Regions from separate parts of the Mus musculus genome. Here region 1 is linked to region 2. The links are chromatin contacts, called in public Hi-C maps. All regions are on one chromosome and are shown on one strand. Each heading gives the region's core, a stretch centred on a gene start, on an enhancer-like site or on the middle of the called end of the contact. The rest is flanking DNA. Distances are from core to core; before and after follow the strand shown.

The links. A called contact is a pair of places that touch in the nucleus more often than the background predicts.
Region 1: a Hi-C map of pre-pro-B cells shows a contact between it and region 2, with 3 times the contacts expected there. The contact joins two enhancer-like sites. A contact is called at or near these places in 1 of 39 promoter capture datasets (neural stem cells), 7 of 15 datasets of contacts at CTCF or cohesin (CD8 T cells, the NIH/3T3 cell line, embryonic stem cells and 3 more), 145 of 484 Hi-C or Micro-C datasets (the AML12 cell line, B cells, the BV-2 cell line and 72 more) and 18 of 115 datasets of contacts at active chromatin or transcription factors (the HPC-7 cell line, Th17 cells, acute myeloid leukemia and 10 more).

What each region holds. Positions count from the first base shown.
Region 1 is chr1:106,395,050-106,402,532 of GRCm38.p6, reverse strand. No RefSeq gene overlaps it. Among named protein-coding and RNA genes, the nearest start is that of Gm41928, 120 kb to the left of the region's middle. Within about 2 kb of position 1,507, at least 106 of the 459 cell types and tissues checked have an H3K27ac peak or open chromatin away from gene starts, as enhancers often do. A contact at or near this core is called in DN2 thymocytes and pre-pro-B cells, where this site is marked.
Region 2 is chr1:106,153,808-106,160,526 of GRCm38.p6, reverse strand. All of the region lies in intron 2 of Gm20753 (predicted gene, 20753), which reads left to right. Among named protein-coding and RNA genes, the nearest start is that of Gm20753, 14 kb to the left of the region's middle. Within about 2 kb of position 2,351, at least 26 of the 459 cell types and tissues checked have an H3K27ac peak or open chromatin away from gene starts, as enhancers often do. A contact at or near this core is called in DN2 thymocytes and pre-pro-B cells, where this site is marked.

The DNA.
Region 1 (7,483 bases), core at 258-2,757, 240 kb before region 2:
CCCAGACTCTCTGTAATCATAAGCTGAATAAACCTCTCTCTTAACTGCTTCTGCCAAATATTTTGTCCCAGGAACAGGAAAAGCAACTGATGAGTGAACCCAGAAGATGGCCCGACCCATAGAAGCTGAGATAGGCAAGTAAGTTATGCCAGAGCCTCAGAGGAGTGGGGATGCTGACATTGCTTTGGGCTTCTAGACTCCAGGACTGTGTCAGAAACCACACACTTGTATTTCTTTGTTTCAGTACCTCTTGGAGACCAAGAAGAGATCTGCCCACAGTCCTTCTATAGCTCTTACCTCAGAGAGTCTGCTGGAAATAAGCCCCACATACTGCCAAACCTGTTGATGGGCTGTCTCAAAATGGAATGCATCATATACTTCAGGTTGCTTGATAAAAATAGATACATGCTTGCATATAATAATGCTGGATAGGTTCATGAGCATCAGTATACATGTGAGTTTGCTCTCAGCATTTTCAGGAAGGGGGATCATCGTATGACCAGACAGAAGCCACTGTCTTCCACCTACGTGTATGCATCCAGCTTAAGATAGGGTTTCCTTTAGCAGCTTAACTCTGTTCTCATGTTGGAAGTGGATTTTGTGCTGGAATCAATTGTTAAAAGGACAGGTAAGGTTTCACCTTTTAGAACCAATGGCTTCCCAGAAGCTGTGTGCTTGGCCTTTTTACCGAGGTTCTGGTGATCACCGTCAGCTTCTTGTGTGTGGAAGGCAAGGAGAGGCTGGCGGAGTCATTGCTGTTCCATCAGAGTTTAGGATCTTGTGTCTGTCACTGAGCTTTAAGGCAGGACAGAAGGAGGGAGAGAAGGAGGGAGGGAGGGAGGGAGAGATGGCAGAGGGAGGGAGGGGGAGGGAGGAAGAAGAAAATTAATTTTCTAAGCCCGTGGTAAAATATCTGGAATCTTGACTTCAGGTAATAATTTTCCAATGACTTTCCCAATTTATTTCCTCAGCACTGCCTTGAAGATGTATCCAGGCAGAAGAGTTGGTGACTCAACGTTAGCTCACCACAGTCATAAAAATGACTGATTCTCATGAGCACAGACACTGGATAGCCCTCCTATCCGTGCACAGAAGATGTTGCGATGAGGACCATAGCCTCCTGCCTGACTCCCCTCCAAACCCCTGGGGATAAAAGCCATGAGTATCCTGGAAGCTTAGCTCAAGTCCGCAGACATGCTGCTCTGTGAAAGGACAGGTACTTTTGCAAGCCTATTGTGTGAGCAGCTGCATGTCTATAGAAACTAATACGGTGATTCATTGTTCTGCTGTAAGCTTCAATATTTGACATAAATTTTGTCAAGGCAACCTTTCCCCCTCTGCTTCCGCTTCTAATATTTAATTGTAACACATTGTGGTTGCAACAAGCTGAAACCATTGAGATTAAAAAATGAGTTGTAAAAAAAAAATGGAGAAACACATTCTTTGTGGTGAATACTAATCTTGCAAAGCATTTTATTTCCGGGGAGGCTGCCAAGAGCAAGTGTGGAAGAGTCGGTATTGAAATGACTCATGGCATCTGCAGCCTCGGGAGGTCAGAGGAGCAGACAAGGAGAATAGTCAAGGGCTTGCCTTGGAGGTGGAAGAACACTCCATCGAGCAGACAGAGCAAAGCTATGTCTGGAAGGGAGGATTCCCAACCTCCACACACTGGGTCAGGGCACCTTCCCTTTTCTGGATTAGCTTCCGGCCCCGTGGAACATTCTCCTCTCTTAAGTCAATCAACTCTGCAAGACTGGATTGCTTACTCTTGGTTCACTGAATTCTGGTGGGCTGTCTTAGAAATGACCCCTCTGCCGAGCCTGTGGGATCTTCTCAACCAGGCCTGTGTGGTCACTCACCTTCTGAGGGTACTGGGGACTGTAGGATGGAGCCTGCCTGGAGGAGCAGGAGGTGGATGGACTACAGCAAGCCCAGCTCAAATGGAGCAGAACAGAGCACAAGGCCCCAAGATGCTGAGGAGCTGCAGGGATGCTGAAGAACTTGGTTCTCCAAGCAAACAGCAGCTCAGCCATCCTGTGCCCACCAGCCGGTCTGTGGACTGAGCACATTCCCTAAGAGTACAGAATAGGGAGAGTCATTGAACCCTTACCTGGGATTCCAGCCATCTGTCCTAGCCATTTGTTTGCAATTCTTCCCTAATTTTATGTGGCTTGGAGTACATAGACTGGGGACAGTTGACTAAAGGAAGCTGTATCTGTGTGACTATTGGGGACACCACCATCCATGCTGGGTGAAGACTGCAGTGTAGCTGTTTTGGGTCACCCAAGCTCCTATATACAATCCCTCACCCATGTTCTGTAGGTAAGGCCAATAAACTCCCTAGTTGAACTTTGGTAGAATTACATATATCTTTGTCATTAGAACTTTATGGGGATGTAGATGTTCGTTATGTCTCCATTGAGCAAGAATTCACACAGCTGAGGCAGGGGGTGGGGGGCGCAAGGTAGGTCCAGGAAAAAAGAGAAAGGAGGGAAGTCAACTTAGGTGTCTCCTTTCAGCTTCCTTAGAGAAGCCCAGACCATGTCTGAGCAAGGGCTGGAGGCCCAGAGAGGTTTAGAACTTGTGCAGAATGGGAAAAGACATCTAGGTCAGGTTTAAAAGTGGCCAAGCAGCCCTCAGACACACCGAGGACCTGCTCCAAGCACCTCAAGTGGAGGTACAGATGCTGGGGAACACACATATCTGCAGGATGAGCCTCTGGAGCCCTTGGGGTGCATAGGACCATGGGTAAAGCAACAAGGAGCCCCTGTCAGTGGGGCCAAGGAGGTTGCAGGGGTGCAGTGTTACTGTCACCGTAGGGATTTCCCCAGTAACACAAACTTTCACTCTGGCCAAGGAAGAACATGGCCTACCTTAGTGGACAGCTTGAGGGACATTGAGGCTGAGGACATTTTGGGGTAAATGGAGAGTATCGAGGTCACGCAAATAGAAGGGCAGGGTGCGAGGCATGCTAGAGAGTAGCAGTGGGAACTGCTGTATCCACTTTCTTCAAGGGCCTGACACGGAAAGGTAAGCAGAATCAGAACCCACCTATTTGGGAACAGCTGTGAAATGGCTCACTGGGTGTTTGCTGTGCAGAACAGCCTGGCACTTCCAGCCTTCTGTGTTCTAAGAATTCAGATCCATGTGAGCTCTGAGTACAGGAGTTCTGCCTGCTCTTCTGTCCTTTCTGGTTGGTGCTGCTGGCAGAACTGGAGGTGGACACAGTGTAGTTAAGGGCTCTTCATGCAGGAGGGAGGTCATCTGGGCAGCAGAGTATGACATCTGTTCCTTCCCCAGAGGGAGAAGTCATTCTTATCCCTCACAGCACAGTGTGGTCCCCAGGGCAGGGATATCAGGCAGAAGCATTTTTAGTGGTCCTGCTGTGGGATGAGCTTTGGGCAGCTTGCAGTCTCTGTCTGGGTCAAGTCCAAGGTCTTCACTGACCGAGTGTTTTCACTCCAAGTGTGAATGCACCTATGGACACACATGTCTCTCCAGATAATCATCATTAAATGTGTTCCAGTGTTTGCCCTTGGGGGCTCATCTCAGGCACTCCACCTCTCCACCATTTCTACAGAGTGAGTGCCCAGTGGACTTAGGGAGATGCTCAGCTTATGAGGAAGGCTAAGGAGCCTTGATCCTAAGACCTTCAGAAGAACAAAACAACCACCCCCCATCCCATTAGGCTAAAACCCCATTCCTATACACCAGCCAGATGAAGCAAAAAGATGCATAGACATACACACACAGCATGAAACACACACACATACACACACACATACACACACACCAGCAGCATAAAGCACAGATGCACAAACACACACACTTTGAATTTTTTGAAACTTTAGCTGTACTCTGTTTTAGAAAAAAAAAAGCATCCCAGTTAACTGTATTCAGTTATCACTGTGCAGAAAATATTCAGTTATCACTGTGCAGAAAAGAACAGCAATATTGATCAAGAAATATCAAACTCAACTGTTTTCCATTTGTAAGGGTAACACTATTAAATATGTAGGGCAATATCTGTATGGGTTTGGTTATAGAAATTAGGAAAGTGTTTATGAAACAACAATACTACCCTACAGAATACTCAGCTTGCATTCTGCCTGCAAAGAGGAACCAGGTGAGCTTGATGTCATGTCATGGGATGCTGAGACTAGAGAGGCAGAAGAGAGCTCTCTGGTCCACATCAGCAGATTTGCCGCTTACATCACTTTCTTTGCTTTCCTAACATTCCATCTTGTCCCTAGTTATGCGGAAGGAAGCCAGAAAGAACATGCCGAACCCCTGCCCATTGTAATCTGAAGAATACAAAGATGGATTTTTGTTGTGAGGTTCCTGTGTGTACAAATAGCTCTAGGGAAACCAGGAATGTTAAATACACAGGGCTGTCTTTTCAAGGAAAAAATATGTATAACCTGTTTTCTACCCAGAAGGCTGGGAATGAAGGTGATTGATTGCTCAATAGCCTGGTGATCTGTATTATCTATCATGTGCAGGTCTGGAGGTGCTTAGTAGTAAATGGCCTCTGCATTATTTGTATTGCCAGGGGTGCTCTTAAGTTTTCACAACCAGGACCAGAGGTAGCTAACAGCAGAAATGACATCTACACTATCTGTACGACTGAGACCATATCAGATCCTTTGCTAGGCCTTTAAGATAATACATGTAGCCTATCTCTAGAACCCATCTTCTTGGAAGATGTGGCATGGATTTGAGTTGAGTTTCCTTGTGCTCATGAGACTGTATTACACCAGAAATTGTTTTTTTTTTTTCCAAATTATTCTGTGCTTGAATATGCTGGCAATCAACTGCTCAGGGTCACACTCTAGAGGTTGGGGCCAGCACCATCTAAGTCATACTGAACCGGATTCCTTCTTGCTTCTAGCAGATGGGTACTCTGCCAGTCCTGGTGGTCACAGAGACTCCCACAGAATTTCAACTGATAACTGGAGGGCTCAAAGGTGAGAATGACATGCAGGTGACATTATCATAGAAAAGGAATGTATGTATTTACCTGTGATAGGTGGCAGGTCCAGTACACGATGCGGCTCCTGGGAGTTATGGATCATCTTACAATGAGATACTTATAGCCTGCTGAGGCATTCTATAGGTAGTCATCGAAAGTATGGTAGATCAGGAGCCAAATAAAAATATTGCTTGGCTTAGTCCTAGCTTAAATACAACTCTTAATCCCGAGCTGGTTCCAGCATACCCAGGCATTATTTGGGAGGCAGTCTTAAGAAGACTTGGAAGTAAGTATTGGTGCATTCAAGAACTGGACATGGAACACTGAAAAAAGTCCCAATTGCCATTTTGATGCCCTTTAAACAGACAGGACTACTCGTTAGAGGAAAGTCCAAGTTCACTGGAACAAGGCAGAAGAGCAGAAAGTGAAAGATTTCAGCATGATGATAGAAGATCTTTCTGTCCTTAGAGAATCAGAATAAGTGAGGCTCCAGCTTAAGCAGGAGGGAGACCTTTCTTGAAGCATTCTGTTTGTGTTCTTTGAGCAAAATGAACCAAAGGCCAACAAATGCAATACATATTATTTATATGTACATTGAGGCCAGGAAACAGAACAGTAAAAAACAGGGCTTAAGGGCCATTTGCCCATTTCTTCCTGATGTGTTCAATGTCTTCAAGAAGGGAAGAGGGGCATTTTGAGGGGAGAGCATTCTGCTTTCAGACATTTATGTATATCTAGTATCAACACGGCGCTGGCTTAGACCCTCAAAGCGTCTCAAGATCATACCCCAGCCAGGCCCCTCAGGTCCTGTGCTGGTTTTGAGATGGCCATGGATTGTTGATTAAGGATGAGTGAACATGCAAATCAGATGGAGGTCCTGGAAGGGCTCTTACCTTCCTTTACCTGAGCAAGGTTTAGTGTGAACTTTGATCCAATTGATATAGCAGGTAGGGGTTAGGATAAGAAAAAACAAATCAAAGCTATCACAGATGCTTTAGAGCCATTTACATTTTCAAACACATATATATCAGACATGGGGATCCATATCAGCACAGGCCAGATCAATGACAATGACGAAAGCAGTTGGCCTAGAGTCATTTGCACAACATGGGAATTTCGGAGATGAACTGAAAGAGAGAAACTAGTAGTATTTAATGACAGATATTGGGAGCTCCCCCAGCGACAGTGAGTCTGCTCCCCCACAAGAGAAGTGAGTCTTCTCTTCCACTCGCCACTTGAAGCATTTGTGCCGTGCTCCCGGATTTCTGAGCAGCCTAGTTCTGTGCTGGAATAGTGACAACTTACATGGAAGGCGTTAGTGAGTTTCCGATCTGTCACTCGGGAGGCAGTTACAGATAATATAACCCCACTTTTCAGCGATTATTCTGCTTAGCACCAGGGAAGGACTCAAGACCCTTTGATGAGAGTCAACATTACGCCAATGGGGCTTTTTTTTCTTTTTTCCCCCCTCCCTTAGTTACAGCCAGTAGTGACATCACATATCTACTCTGTAAGACTGCATGCATACCATTAATGCTCTCTGTTTTCCCTTGTTTTCTAACCCCAGGGAAGGCAAGGGTAGACAAATGCTGGATCGATTATAATTCTGGTCGCATGTTATTTAAATTTCCTATTATAGGAACCAAGTAGTCACCAATGATACCACATTGTAAAGCAGAGACTGGTACAAGGTACAACAGACGCTAGGATTTAATGCAGCATCTCTGCCACACTTAATTAGTGGTGAGGATTACTTTCTATTCCATGAAGAAAACTGCTAAACAGTTTCTTCAGTCCAAATGGAGTCGGTGGCCTGGCCCCCAAACTACTCACCAGTAGGTGGTGCTATAACAAAAGCAATCAAAAGAAAGCAGCCACACTAGTCTGGCCCTGGCCAGAGATTGGCCTGATGGGTAAGGGCAGGAAGCCTGGAGGCTGCCTGTATCTGCTAGTAGGTGGCTGATCTGACAGGAACTGGTGTCCTGGCCCCAGCAAGGTCATCAGCCTCAGGGCAACCCTTTCTCCTGTGCAGACATCATGGCTTTAGGGGTCTTCAAGTATTAATAAAATACTTAAAGCTCAAAATCCACTTCAGATTTATAAGCACCTTCACATACACTATTAGAGTGTATCTTGGTAAACAGAAGTGAATAAATTCACCTTAGGAAATAACTGCGGAGGCTCCTACATAAGAGCATGGAGACTTCCCAGTATGTCTGTGCCTCTTTAGTCCCTTCACATGGATGCAACATAAAAGTTTCTCCTCTACAGTACTATGTACTGCCAAGTCCCCCAAAAGAACTTCTCTCTCCACAGTTCCACGCGTGTGATGTGCACAATGTCTCAATGACAGAACGGACAGAGATGTAAATGCCAGAGGACTGTGGATGCACAAACACAGCATCTAACCTGCTGCTCTCTCCCACGTCTGCTGGTTCTGCTGTGTAGCCGCCTCAGATGCTGTCATGGAGTCTACAAGTACTGACTCTGTTCACCAGCCTCCACAGGTTC
Region 2 (6,719 bases), core at 1,102-3,601:
TTCTTCCTTCAGCAGAGCTCAGTCCCTGCTTTGACAACGTTCAGTGGAGAAACCCTGCCCCAGTGAATCATGGGAAACACCCACTGTCAAAGTTCGGCTACCACAAGTACATATATGTTCATGTTCACTATATACACACATGTATCCACACATATGCATACTACACACATATAAATGAGAAAACAGGGGAAAAAACAGAAGGAAATTTTGCCATTTACTAGAACACAGATAGACCTAGAGGACAAGTTATAAAATGAAAGAAGCCAAACAGACACCTATGTAATCTAAAATAGCCAAACACAGAGGATAGTGAAACAGAGGACACAGTAGGCATTCCCATGGCTGGGGTGGGAGTGGGGCACAGGGTGGGGGAATCAATGGTCAGGGGGCACACTGTTCAGTTACACAACACTAATGGGTCAACAACACTGTATTGTACACTAGACACTTTCTAAGATGGTAGTTTTTTGGTTTTTTGTTTTTTGTTTTACTTTCGTAAGTCTCTGTGTATTATGCCTTTGGAGCCCTGAGGTGTCAGATTCTCTGGAGACAGAGTTACAGGCAGCTATGAGTCACCAAAGTGGGTACTGGGAACTGAACTCAGGTCTTCTGCATGAGCAGTACACTATCGTGACTCTCCAGCACAAGATGATAGCTCTAATGCTTAGTACGTTTATCACAAAAATTAAACACGCATATGCATAGATAACTAGGGTAGGGGAAACTCTGGGGAGTGATGTACATGTAACCTTTCCGGGTTGATATTTTCACAATTATATACTCATTTCTAACCATACCATGCTGTATACATTAAATATGGATAGCTCAGTAAGTCTCACCTAATCACTGTCCTATTGATCTGAGGAGGCTCCATGACCAAGGCAACTTACACCAGAAAGCATTTAATTGGAGGTTTGCTTACAGTTTCATGGTTAAGTCCATGATCATCATAGCAGGGAGTGTGGTGGTAGACAGGCATGGTGCTAGAGCAGTAGCTGAGAGCTTGCTTACATCTAGCCCAGAAGCAGAAGGCATAGAGAGAGAAACTGGGCCTGGTGTGGGCTTTTGAAACCTCAAAGCTCATCCGTAATGTTAAACCTCTTCCAACAAGTAGTTCCCCTAACTCTGGACCAAACATTCATATATATGAGCCTGTGGGGGTCTTACTCATTCAAACTATCACAAATCATATCTCAGTAGAGCGGTCTCCAAATGATAAAATAAACAGAGATAGGTTAATAACTGATAGAAGAAACGTGAACGATTGGTAGGAATATAAATGACAGATGTAGAGTTGTAGAGGGACTATTAATAATCTGAAAGAGGAGTGGAAGCCAAGTTACTAGATCAGACAACAAAGTTCTCAGCCAACTACAGAGGAAGTTGAAGCAACCTGCGTGCAGTGCACAGCCTCCTGAAAGCTATGGGGCTAGGCCTTGCAAGATGGCTTAGCTTGCCACCAAGCCTGACAACCCAAGTTGGATTTCCCAGGACCCACGTGATGGTGAGAGCCACCTCCCAAAAATTGTTCTGTGACCTCCACGGCTGCATATACACAAACACACACACAAGAGCGCGCGCTCACACACACACACACACACACACACACACACAGAGAGAGAGAGAGAGAGAGAGACAGAGACAGAGACAGAGACAGAGAGAGACCCATACATAGATTATAATAAAAATATTTTTGACGGTTGAGGGTTGGGAACACCAGGCTTTTCTGGATGTGGGAGCTGGCAAGAGGATGTGCAGTCTCTTTCGGAAGCACATACACCACTGGGTCTCAAATGCCCCCTCACCTTGTGGAACATTGATTGCTTTGCAGAGCTTACTTGATTTTCAGTACACACAGAGAGAAAGTTCTACAATAGGTGCATTAGGCTGGAGTACTGTGCTAAGATGGTGGGGGCCCACAGTACACACACAGAGGGAGAGTACTGTGCTAAGATGGTGCCATCAAGCTGGATTCCTGTGCTAAGATGGTATGGGGACACTCTGCTATAGTCTTTCCCTGTGCCCACACACAAAGCACCTGCTCAGCCATTGCACTGGGCTGGAACAGAGCCGGTGCTAAAGGGCAAGTGAAGCTGAAATCCAGCTCCTCTTTTGGGCCCCAAGCACTGGCACAGGCCATGGCCAGAGGAAGAGGCACCTTTCCTTCCTTGTCCAAGAGGAACCAGGAGGTCACCAGCTCCACGACTGCAGGGCACCTCCTCCACAGGTGGAGCCTGCTCCCAGTTTTCACAGCAGGCTGCCACAGAGCTTGCAGCTCTCTGCCTGGGACCAAACTCAGAATCTTCATGAAAGACTTGTATCAGAAGTCTCCAACAACACTCCCCACACACACACGTGACAAAACCTATGACAGCTCGGCTGAATGACTCTGCCACAAAGACCACAGCACTAACCATGGGCAGACAGCTGAGCAACAATTTGAGGACAGGAAAGCCTTCTTAGAAAAAGCTAAAACAGAGAGACAGAGATAGAGACAGAAACAGAAACAGGCAGAGACAGACAGAAGAGACAGACAGACAGACATAGAGACCATCAGAGAGAGACAGCAAGAAAGAAGAGACAGACAACAGAGACAGAGAGAACAGACAGAAACAGAGGGGAAGAAAGTGACAGAGACAGAGACAGAGACAGAGAGATTACTTTTAGAAATGGAAATGTAAGAAAATAGGGAAAATAGAAAATAATTAGAAAATGGTTTATGTCTCAACAGAAACAGAAATCATGAAGGATCGTTTTCACAAATTAAAGGATGTTGTGCATTTCTAGGTTGTTGGAAAATAAAAATATCAAATAGCCAGAATAAATTAAAAAACATGTACATCAAGGCATACCATCACAAAATTTGAAATAATGAGGTCAGGAGAAAATTTAAAAGCTTCTATGAAGAAGAAAATTAATTCTATTTGTGGTCAGAATTTCTTCAGAGTTTTCAAGTCCAAGGGATGATAGTGCATGCCTCACACCCCTGAAGGAAAGGAAAGGCCTGTCAATGCAGGAAAATTAGACACTTGCCTAAACACTGACCAGTCATTAGGGAAGAAATGAATAAATGAAAACAGGTCCAAAGGAGTGTAGTGGTTTGAATAGCTTTGGCCCCCATAGATCATGTCTTTGAATATGCTTGGCTGAGGGAGTGGCACTATTAGGAGGTGTGACCTTGTTGAAGGGAATGTGTCACTGTCAGAGTGGGCATTGAGACCCTCATCCTACCTGCATGGAAAACAGTCTTCTGGATGCAGTGGGATCAAAATGTAGAATACTCAGTTCCGTCTCCAGCTCCATGCCTGCCTGCACTCTGCCAAGCTTCCAGCCAATGTAATAATGGACTAAACCTCTAAGCCCATAAGCCAGCCACAATTAAATGTCCTTATAAGTCTTGCCTTGGTCATGGTGTCTCTCCACAGCGATGGAAATCCTAACTAAGACAAGGAATTCATGTAGATTGAAATAGTTTTTTGAATACACAAACGCCCCATGCCTTACTGTAAGGAATTGTATATCTAGAGTGCTGCTGGAGAAGATTTTTCAGAGAGATGAAGGATACGCCAAGAAATAGAAGGTAAGGGATGCAGGAAACAGATCCCAGCTCAATAATGGGCAAGAAAGTCCCCAAATCAACAATGAAGAGAGATCCTCAAGTGGAAGAAGGACAGAGGACTCCAAAGACCTCTTGTGAGATCTTAGGAGATACCCAGGGGGAACCCCTGGGATCCAGGAATTCTGAAAACACTAGCGCTCCAGTGGAGGGTTTGGGGCTTCCTCCATGGTGTGGAAAATAGACCACCAAATGAAAACATGAAACACCTATTAAGTGGAGGGAAAACAAAAAAAAAATTTTTGCAAGAAGGAAAATTAGTCCTAAATATATTATATGATCCAGTGGTATATTGGTTGAAAATTGATGTAACCAAATGTATTACATCACTAATTCAGAAAATCTGTGGTCACAGAGCACCTAAGGGCCTGGGTGGGAGACTGAGAGCACCTACAGAGGTGAAGGGAAGGAAGCATCGATGTGGATAGAGATCTTGTGCTGTGAAGGAAACAGCCAAATAACTAAAAGGGTGAAAACTTTAGACATTAAGGAGGAGGATGTAGGAGAACAGACAGCTGCTATTAGAAATGAAAACTGCTGCCCTTGTCTAAGGAGTCCACTGATGGTTGCATCCACCTGACATGTTCAAAGCAGATGTGAAGCGCTTACAGAAAAATTAAAAGTTTCTCAGTCAGGATCTCACTGTGTAGTGGGGCTGGTCTGGAACTTTCTGTAACCCAGGCTGGCCTTGAATTTGCATCAATCCCCCTGCCTCTGCCTCCTAAGTACCTGGATTACAAGCATGTGTCACCAGCTATAAAGCTACAGTTTTAAAAATCAGAAGGACCATATTTGTTGTTGTTTGTTTGTTTGTTTGTTTGTTTAGTTTTTAGGAGGGAACGGCAGAAGCAATATATTGAGATAATTCCATGAACGGAACAGCGCTCAAGCAGGACGCAGTAGCTTGTGGTGAAGATTTTATAGTTACTAAAGCTGGAAGGTTGGTAGCTCTACAGCAAACGTGGCATTGAGAAATCACCAAAGGAGGCTTGGAAACAAACATTTCATAAGTGTCATCTGGAGTGTCCAGAGAGACACTCCAGTAAAAGAGCAGTCAAGAACCCCAGGCTAGTAGTTCAGTGATTGGACTGAAGCTGCAATCAAGGTTATTAGAATACTCGTTACAGACATTTCTAACCAGGGTGTTAGAATATAAGAATTAAGTTCAAATTCTTTAATGAGCCTTATAGTAAAAAAATATTTGGAGTTTTAGAATGATTGTGTATTTTTCCAGGACACCACACAAAGAATATGACCCTGTTTTCAGTGGACACACAGTTGTCTTTCATGGGACAGAAACACAAACCCTGTATTAAGAAAGTGAATCTTAGGGCATATTGTCATTCCTATCCTGGTACAAAGCCCTGGCCCTGTTCTTTAGCCGCACAAGGGGCGGCATTGTGTGCCTGAGATGAGTGTTTGAGCTGAAGTTCCTGGCTTGGCTGGGATCTTCCGTTTGGCTGCGCTTCCCCAGAGATCAGCTGCCTGTCACAGGCTCTGCACTATTGACACCCCAAACAAGGCGCAAGCAGGGAAAACAAACAAGGCCAAGCTGCTTTTCCTTGCTGATGAGTCAAAGGCTACACTCAAGCTACCAAATGTTAGATTAAATTTCATCGTGAGATGAAAGTGAGCTTCCTGGAGGACTCCTTATCTGTTTTTGTTAATTTCGAACTCAGGACTTGGCTTCCAACCAACAGCATAATTGGTAACAAATGTCGCCTTCTTCCCGCACTCCCTTCTGCTGTGCTTCCTAGCATGGCTTGTGCCACACTCACCCTCCAAACAGACGGAACATGAACAGAACAGTCTAGCTCTTACTTTTGTTTTTTAAAGCTTACCATCGCATTTTAGTGCTGATTTCCCCATCTGCCCCTTGCAACTTACTACCACCTTCCAAACAGTTCTATCTAAAGCATCTACAATACCATAGATAAGTGTAGTTAAGAGAAGGGCATCCGTTTGGAATTCAGAGATTCCACATAGTCTGCCAACACCCCCCACAGTATTTAATTGACAAATATATGTGTGCCAATGTGTTTAGCAGCTTCTCTTCGCAAAAGTGAACAAAATGAATAGTTGTCAAGGGGCAGAGGAAGGTCCCACATCAGAGGGGCTGAGCACTGCAGAGTCAGTCCACCACCACACCATTGCCGTATGCCGGTGGATGGCAATCGCACCTATCAGCAGAGCAAGTAGATATCCAAAATGCTACTGAGGATGGATGAGGAAGCAACTGGAATAGACTATTTATTTATGCTTGATAACACCCATACATTTCGAAGAATACAATACTGAGAGATCGGTTTTAAATGATTTTAAACATTAAACAAACATCTAAAGTCGCCTGATAGATCAATAACAGATTTGCTTTGGAGCTAGCAGACAGGACAGACACTTCTCCAATGTCAACTGAACACATTTAGAGATATCCCGGGGTAAAGGTTTGTGTCCAGCCTGGACAGCTATCCTTGTCCTGGTGGTCCTTTGGCTCGAGTCCTTGCGAAGGTCCCTCGCTGGAGTTCACAGGATACAGCAATGTTTTGGAAATGGGAGAAAGCTGGGGCAAGGCATCTGGGAAGTTCTCTAGAGCTGGAAAAGGAAGGGAAGGGGCTTGCCCCAGGAGCCCAGAAAAGAAGGCAGTCCTGCCAACCTGACTGTTGGAACTTGGACTCCAAACTGGAGGGTTATACACTCGCCTCTCAAGATGCTAAACTTGTACTCCTTCATCATAGTAGCCAAAGGAACCCAGTATGCAATGTGCTCTGGACCCTTGTTCGGCCCTGACTGCCCTGTCCTATAACTGTGGTCAGGTGAAAGGTCATTTACATGCCAACACATACTTTCCACCATGCCTATGGCTGCATTTAAAGTATTTGTAATTAGCAGTTAAAAAAAAAATGAGCTGGGCGTGGTGGCGCACGCCTTTAATCCCAGCACTCGGGAGGCAGAGGCAGGAAGATATCTGAGTTCGAGGCCAGCCTGGTCTACAAAATGAGTTCCCGGACAGCCAGAGCTATACAGAGAAACTGACTCAGGGGGGGTGGGGAACTATTCTAAGCATTAGCATCTCTGCCTTGGTTTAGGAGCAAAGTGCCAACAC